Regions from separate parts of the Drosophila melanogaster genome. Here all the other regions are linked to region 3. Evidence: chromatin contacts called from public Hi-C and targeted proximity ligation data. All regions are on one chromosome and are shown on one strand. The core of a region is the stretch at or near the end of the contact, and the rest is flanking DNA. Distances in the headings are between cores, read along the strand shown. Region 1 holds the start of sowah (sosondowah). Region 2 holds the start of caup (caupolican). Region 3 holds the start of mirr (mirror).

Region 1 (2,700 bases), core at 92-2,591, 120 kb after region 3:
CATTTATTGTGTTTTAGCAAATTAGCAAGCAAATACCTTAAACAAACATGAGTTATATACTCTCGCTCGTGGCGAAACTCGACTTAATATGGAACCCCAAATAAAATGATAAATAAGGGTAATTTATTTGGGCACATTTATGAGGCGAGCAGGCTGCCAAAGATACATTTAGCCATTTAACCAACGGATAACGAATCCAAAGAGTGCGGGCATACAAATTAGTGCGCATCTGCGCCATCGAGGCATTCTGGAATTGAATCCTGTGACGGTGGTGGGAGGGGGCGGGTTTCGGAAAGGGAAGGAAAGGATATCCAGAGTACAACACGTCTTGACATTTGCATCTTGAAATGCAAGTGAAAGATACAATCCCAATCTGTGTATCCAGATGCGCCATTGTCACTGTCATCGGCTGTGGCTTCCTTTCGGCTAGAACTCTGCTCTGCGGATGATAAATGACGTCGATTCAACAAATTGGCCCACACATACATGGCCCAAAACCCGAACCCAGCCTCCCAGCCAAACCATTTTGGCCAATTGAGATGGAAATCAACTCGTTTTGTGCCCCACATACACGTACTGCATAGTTAACTCCCCGATTTCGATGGGGGATTGGGGCTACCTACTCCGCTCGATCCGCCCCTGAATTTACATTTGGCTGTGTCTCAGGAATTAATTCGGAACTGTTTTAATAATTCTTTGCATGCGGAAGATACTTCGAGCCAGATGGATTCAACTGAAGTTAAATTTTATGCAAATTAACTACCACTGTCTGATTTACAAGTTCGCATGCCGAAGGGAATTCAACATTGATTACGAGCCTTTCGTTTACCTTTTCGTACTTGGTTTAAAAACATTTATCATAATATTTGGCACACCAAAGCAAACTCATTGGTTTAAATTATATTACTCATTTCGAAAAAGTGTTTTTTAACTCACCTACGGCTACGGCTTGAAAATGTTTTAGAAGAAATAAAAAAGTATTTCGCGGGCATAAATTGTCCCAATTTCTTTTTTTAACTTTTTTATTTTTATCATTTTTATTTTATCATATATATTTATATGAATCACTTCATATATGGTGAGATTAAATGAGATTTGCATGCTGAACGGTATCGAAAGTAATTGTTATTTACCTAAATCAAGTAAAAGTGTTTAATCAATAGTTTTTATTATGTAATTTGAAGTGCGAAAAGTATATATTTGTTTCCTTGCTTTAATGTATTGTTTTTAAAATTATTAAAACTCGAAAAATCATTCCATGTTATGAGTTACACGCCAACCAGCCTTCTGTCAGCTAGCGAAATCAGCGAGCTTTTTTCCGCGAAGCATGAGGGCTGCAACATTCGCAGTGTGCACAGTGCCCTGGTCAAATGTTTTTGTTTGTTGTGTTTATTTTTTACTTATTTCGCGTTTAAAAGTGTTTTAAAGTGAGATTTAAAGTGCAATGGAGCTACCGAAGGAGTTATCCGTTGCGGAGATCCGTAATTACATGTTGGCAAACGAGTGCAAGGTGACAAATCACGCCTTGGTGAAGCACTTCAAGAAATTCCTAACTCACCCGCAGTCGCAAAGTGAGTCATTTGTGTTTGTCTTTCGAATTTGGGATTTGGGACCTGTTGAATGGCCAAGAAAACCCATATTGACTTGGTTTTCACATGGATGTTCCCAATGATTAATTGCAGATGAGGCTCGCAAGCGATTCAAGACCTATGTCACACTGCTGTCCACCATCAAGAACGAGAACAATCAGAAGTTTTTGATATTGCGCAAGAAATACGTAAACGAATGCCCCACGGATGAGGTTGTGGAGCGCGCGGTGGCCGCCGCATCTGGTATTCCGGAGCCCTCAAGTCCCGGCGGCGCATCTCTTAACTTTGACTCGCCCATGAGGCAGCCACCGCCATATAAACCGCCGCCCATGGTCACCTCTCCGCCAGCCGTTTCCATTGCCAAGGAGCACCAGGAGAATTACCAGGAGTGCGTGGACGAATTCACGGCTGCCATAAAGCGCATTGAGCCAGCACGCTTGGAGAGGCGAACGTCGGTCAAGTCCGAGGATCTGGATCAGCAGGAGAAGCCGGAGAAAACGTCTCGATCGAATTCCATCGATGTGATCGACAACAAGGAGAACATACCACGTTTCTCCTTCTCCTCGGAGGCCTCCTCGGCGTCCAGCACTTCCATTGAAAAGCCGGAGATGGCTGATCCCACAGCTCCCGCCGCCGTAGGCGATGTGGCCGAGAATCCCATCAGCGTGAAGGAGGCCACGCGCAAATTTAATCGGATGGCGTCTGAAGAAGAGGCTAAAATCATATCGCCGCCAGCTAAGAAGAAGCCAGAGAAGGTGAGTGCCACAGAACCGGTTAAGCCAGGGCATTAGCCATCATGCGGGCTCGGCTCGGGTGCGGGTGTCTTTCGGGCCCTTCCCTCCCAGCTTTGTTCCAATGCGTTCCATTTCCTGTGCGTCAGTGGGAAGATTCGCTACAAGACAATTCAAATATGCGACGTTTTTTGCACGGCTTAGTTGTGATTAATTATCACAGAGCTATGAAGGTTTTTATATGAGCTGTCCACTGTGGCAAAAATATCTGAAGACGTTGTTCCACTTAACCAGCTGCTTTTTTCAATCCATCATAGACTACACACTGTAATCAACTTTGTTGAATCATATTTGTTAATGTTCTATAATCTCACTCACGC
Region 2 (2,730 bases), core at 130-2,629, 84 kb after region 3:
AACATTTTCAAAGCAAATATAAATGTATATATAAGATACAATATTGGATCCATACTAAAAGATTCCTTAAAATTGTTGTCTGTGCTAAATAACCGTTTAAAACTTAAGTTAAGTTTGCTTACTAATCAATACAGACTTAAAAAAAACGGTTAACTGTTAATCTCTAAACAAACCACCGGCATAAACCCACCTGATTTGCCGTCGGGTAGCCAGCGTATCCAAACTGCGCATATGCAGCCATTGTCTCGCTGGCTGAGTTGGCCTAAAGAGCGGCGACACGCGAGTTCACTGTGCCGGGGCTTCACTGTGGGGCGTCCCTCGTTGTTTGCTTGTTGTTTTCTTATTTTTTTTTGCGATTGCGGATGCGGATGCTGGCGGAGCCCTCGAAAAAGGGGTGGCCAAGGATGTGGGGATGGTGTTGGGTGCTTAAGGGAGGTTCAAGTGGGTGGCCAGTGGGTGGTTGGGTTGGGTGGCTGGGCGGATTTGGCGTGCGTGCTCGACGGCTAAGCACTCTGGGCGCTTTTGTTGTTTGCTGGCTTGTTGGGTGTTGTGCTATTGTTGTTGTTGCTGCTGCTGGCTGGCCTTGTTGAAAATTGATAAAACAAATTGTCGATGTCGAGCAGTTCTGTTAATGTCGCCGGAGCCGGAAAATGTTTTGTTTGTTTTGTGTGACTTTGCTGTTTTATTTCGCTCGTCCGTTTTCATCCGTTTTAACTTGATTTTTATTGACTCTGTTTGACTCTTTGGCGGCCGGTTACCAAAATGGTTAAAAAAAGACACACACAGACGACAGCCGGGCAAAGCAAATTGGATTCAAGTGTTTGCCGCAAACAGATTTACAAATGTACGCGGCTCTTCAGTCTTCGGTCAAAAGAATGTGTCAGTTTGGTTTGCGAGTTTACCCACTGATTGGTATTTCAGTTTTTTCCACACTGTATCGAAATTTTTTAAAGTCAGCTTAGGAAACTTTTTGATATGTGATCCATAATAATAAACATAGTTTCGAATTTATGGCGAGTTTCTTTTGATATTTAACGAGACATTTCTAGAGAGGTTTGCCTGTCTTTTCGGGTCCCTTTTTTTCGTATTTACTTTTATCATAACTATTGCACGCACTTCATTATCTACGTCGGTTGCATCTGCCGATCCGATCCGCTGGCAATGCTCCAGTAAAAACGGGTTCCGTTCCAACCTGTCAGCGGTATCTCCACGGTGACGACGGCAGTGACTGCGACTCAATAACCGACTGTGACTTATCCGGTGACTGTAACTCGTTCGTCGGTACTTTCGTTTCGGCCTTTTTTCGAGTTTACTGGGCGACGCGGCGGAGATGCCAAGATGCGAAGATGCGCACCTATTCGCGTTTCGGAACAAACTGTTTTTCGGCCGCTCAGCGAGCAGCGCGGTTGCGTGTGACAGAGATGGCAGCAGCGATGTAAACGGGATGGCTGCAGGGCCGCGAGAGAGCCAGCCAGTTAGGAGCTCTCCCATTGGCCAGCGTTCCAATCAGACTGGCAGCCACGAGCAGCAGCCTTCTCGCTTGCACGTCTGTGAGTGGTCTGGTAACGAGTGAGAAGGGTAGACTCTCTGGGGCTGTTGTTGCTTTGTTCGTTGAGAACGCCCACCTCCAAGCACTGGAAAGTAAGTCGACGCTCTCTTTCTGCCGACCCCTCTCTGTCGACGTTGGAAGCGATTTCATGGCGGACCACGATCGAAAGGCTTCCCAATTGGATATTGTAGCCAAAGTTGGCTAAGAATTTTCCGATTTTGATAAAAAAGTACAATACAGAAATAATTGGAAAAACTAGAAAAGAGTTGCTGAAGATTTGCTATCATAATAACTGGTCAAAATACGTCTGGGCATACATTCGTGGGAAGAATTGGAACATTTTTCTACAATCTCAAAAAATCAAACATTAATTTAATTAATTAAATATAATGTTTAAGAAAATTTGCAGGCATATAAAGATATGTTTTTCAAGACGAGTGGGTATACAATCTCTTTAATATTGAGTAGTTTAGTGTTTTATTTGATCCGCTTCCAATTATTCTTTGAAATTTTAAAAGAGAATTTTCAATATTAAAATAACAAAAACATAAAACCTTTTTTATAAGCCCAGCTGAAATAAATATAATCTATGTCACATCAAACTACAAAAAATAACATACAGCAAACAAATATAAGCATGTTTTTATATTTTAATAAACATATTTGCTTTTCTATCTTGGCTCCCAATAAACAAAAAGTTTGATATTTTAATGTGCATTTAAATTTTGGGTGGTGTAAGGACTTGGAAAATCTAAAAAGTAATCAAATTAAATTATTTTAGAAGGTCTGCAAGTATATAAAGCCAAAATCTAATTTTATTTAAGAAAACTAATCCGTACGTTATTGGTAACATCAACAACATTTAATCATTACAGTGTGTGTGTGTTTTTTTAAAAATAGCTTGATATATGCATTGTACATTTCCCATAAAAGTGCTTAATGCTCCAATATCTCAAGGCCAAATCACGAAAATCGCAGCTAATTGGGACTAGCTAATCGTAACAAGATACCGAAATAGGAGAAAAAACAAACAAACAATCCGATTCCATTCGATCCAAGGAAGGGGGCGTGGCCGGTCCATTTGAGGGTCCTCGAGTCGAGTGCGTTCTAATTAATGGTATGTGGAGCGGGCGGGGTGGGGAGGGGAACTGAACGTTTTTGGGGAATTTTTGTAAAATGAG
Region 3 (2,756 bases), core at 208-2,707:
ATTATCGACTATCTATGGCTACAGGCTATAACTATAACACAACAAATATCTCAACTCGAAGTGGTCGTTTTGCGGCTAAAGTAAATTATTTTCGGGTAGCCATTATGATGGCGAGGGTAGAGTGACAGCCATTCATGTTTGTTTAAAGAGCATTTAATATTTCCGATATTCCGTTTCAGCTTTCGACTTTGCGCCACAAGTTGCTTTTACATACATATATGAAAATATATGAATATGCTCGAGTGTCGAGTGCAAGCGATTAAATTTTTGGAACAGGGATACCATATTAACTGGGGATCGTGTTACCACTGAGGGATTATTATGGCTAAAATCCTATTGGACACTCAAGTGTGACTGAGCACGATGTGCGGTGACCTTGCCAGCTTGGTTAACAACCAAAGAGACATTGATGCATAAGAGAGATTTTCCGAATTGGCAGACGGTTTTTCGCGTGTTGTTCGCCCAATGTAGCACACTTGTGGTCCTGACATTTTCAATCTGTTTTATTTTTAAATCCATGTCTTCCGTTTGCCAAATCAAAATGCTAAGGTATTCGAACCCAGAGTAATCCCACTGTTTCTGCTTTTATCTACATGTGTTGCACTGATTTGCCTCGTAGCTGAACGGGTTTTCAATCTAATTGCCACTATCCAAATGCCAGACAAGCTAAAATGCAGCGATTAACTGAACCATCTTACAAGTAATAAAAAATGGGGGAAAAAAAACAAATTGATATACGCACCATTACTAAACAGATACCGGTTTCATTACTGTGCACTGTCATTTAATATTAATTTTTGCTTTTAACTAAAACTATAAAGCAAATCTTAGAGTTACGATGCACCGATGGACTCGCGCACTGAACCGACGTATGTGTATTTAGATAGATTTATAATCCGAGTGAAGTGATTGTGATTGTGCGATCTGTGATCTTGTGATTGATCCGAACTAGTTTTTATGTTGATTTTGGATCCGGCTTGCGAGCTATTTCAGTGTTTACTTTCTTTGGGCTGTGTTTATTTTTTTTTGTTATTCGTTTCGTTGCACTGCGTTGCACTTGCCGACGGCTGCAAGGAGCTGGCCAACTCGAGTTAGCTGGCCAACACAGGCGCTACTGGGCACCGTAAATCCGTAAAATCCGACGGGCGGCTCGACGGGAATCGTTTATGTGAGTCGTTTAAATTTGTAGAATTGGTAGAATCGGTATTCGGGAGGAGCAGCTCTATCCGGAGGATGCGAAAACGAAGCACGAATGAACCAGAGGCGGCGGCAGCAAATAGTAGTATCTGGGTGTGAATCTGATTCTGTTTCTGAATCTGGGTACTGAATTTGAATCCAGCTCGCAGAACGACGGCGAGCGGCGGGCAGAGAGCACTATTATTCACACTGCGGCACTGGCACTGCGGCGGACACGAACGATACGAACAATCTGCGTAACAGTCAAAAGTAGACTAACATGAGTTTCTTGAGCAACTACAAAGTGTACGACAAATGGGAATTACACGACAACCGACAATCGAAAAACAGCGCAGCGCAACAACAAGAACAGGCCCACGCACCACCACATCGATACATAGCCCGCGCCGCGTTTGTATGTGTGAGCGAGAGAGCGCACAAACGGGTTTCTCCCCTTAATTTTTACTCGCACCTTCGCTGGTGTGCGTGCGCTCTCTTTGCTCTTTTTGAGAGCGGCCAAGTATCTGTGCGCTGGTGTGCGTGCGAAAAGTATCTGTGTGCGCTGGAAAAAGTAGCAAACGAGGCGGCACGACGACAACACGAACGGCAACAACGGCAATAATGATTATCATTATAAGTGGGCTGGCGCTCCGGCTGTGTGTGGCACTCAGGGGATTGGGATTGGAATCGGCATCGGAATCGGTATGCTACGGTAGATACCCCTCAACCCCCTACCGAAACGTAGCCACCAATCTCGCTGCAAGTGCGAGCGAGACGCAGCAAACCAGTTGGTTAGGTGGAGGGGTGGGGGCAACAAAAAAAGTATCTACCGCCTGTGTGACCATAAATAAAGTATCTGCCAGCTGCGGCCGGGCGAGAGCGGGATGGCTATAGCCGCTGCGCCGTTGGCCACGAATCGCAACCAAGCGGCAGCGACAGCGGTAGTATCGCAACTTGCTCGCGTTGGCTGTCGTCTTGCTGGCGTGCGAGCGAGATGGCATAGCAGCAGCAGCAGCAGCAGCGGCGACAAGAAGCAGCAGCAGCAGCAGCAACACCGAGAGCGGCAGAACATGAAAAAATTAACTTAACAACTAGAAAAATGGCTGTTATTGCGTGTTGTTGTAAATGCCGATGTATGTATTTGTAGGCGATGTTGTTGCTGTTGTTGTCGGCGATGATGTTGCTGCTGTTGTTGCTGCTGCTGTTGCTGTTGCAACGCTGCTACTTGCTGCTGCTGCCGCAGTTGCTGTTGCTGCTGCTGCTGCTGCCGTGGGTGTTGCTACGTGTAGTTGTTGCCATAAACAACGCAACAACAACAACAACAACAAGACGAATGTCGCGACGTATGAAAGCAAAGTGTTTACGCTCGCTTCTCGCTTTTCGCCGTTGATGAAAAAAGAAAAGCCTGATGAACATGAACGACGAGACTCGTGAAGAGGTTGGGCCAAACGCGATGGGTAATGTTTTATCATCCGCCTCTGCCGCAGTCGCTGCTACGGCCGTTCCCCTCCAGAAACCCCCTCCTCCCCCATTACCCCATCCCTTTGGCAACCAACCCCCTGCACCGCCCCTCTTGACCG

What was found. A called contact is a pair of places that touch in the nucleus more often than the background predicts.
Region 1: a contact with region 3 is called in a Hi-C map of the Kc167 cell line, with 1.6 times the contacts expected there. A contact is called at or near these places in 11 of 107 Hi-C or Micro-C datasets (the Kc167 cell line, the OSC cell line, the S2 cell line and 5 more).
Region 2: a contact with region 3 is called in a targeted proximity ligation map of the Kc167 cell line, with 4 times the contacts expected there. A contact is called at or near these places in 44 of 107 Hi-C or Micro-C datasets (the Clone 8 cell line, the D17-c3 cell line, the Kc167 cell line and 17 more) and 3 of 7 datasets of targeted methods (the Kc167 cell line and the S2 cell line).

Annotation. Positions count from the first base shown.
Region 1 is chr3L:12,571,183-12,573,882 of dm6, reverse strand. It overlaps sowah (sosondowah), which reads left to right and starts at 1,341. Exons shown (of 12, transcript NM_168503.5): 1 at 1,341-1,571; 2 at 1,683-2,344. The coding sequence starts at 1,445.
Region 2 is chr3L:12,608,280-12,611,009 of dm6, reverse strand. It overlaps caup (caupolican), which reads right to left and starts at 1,379. Exons shown (of 5, transcript NM_079322.3): 1 at 191-1,379. The coding sequence starts at 241.
Region 3 is chr3L:12,692,340-12,695,095 of dm6, reverse strand. It overlaps mirr (mirror), which reads right to left and starts at 1,457. Exons shown (of 5, transcript NM_079323.4): 1 at 743-1,457. The coding sequence starts at 784.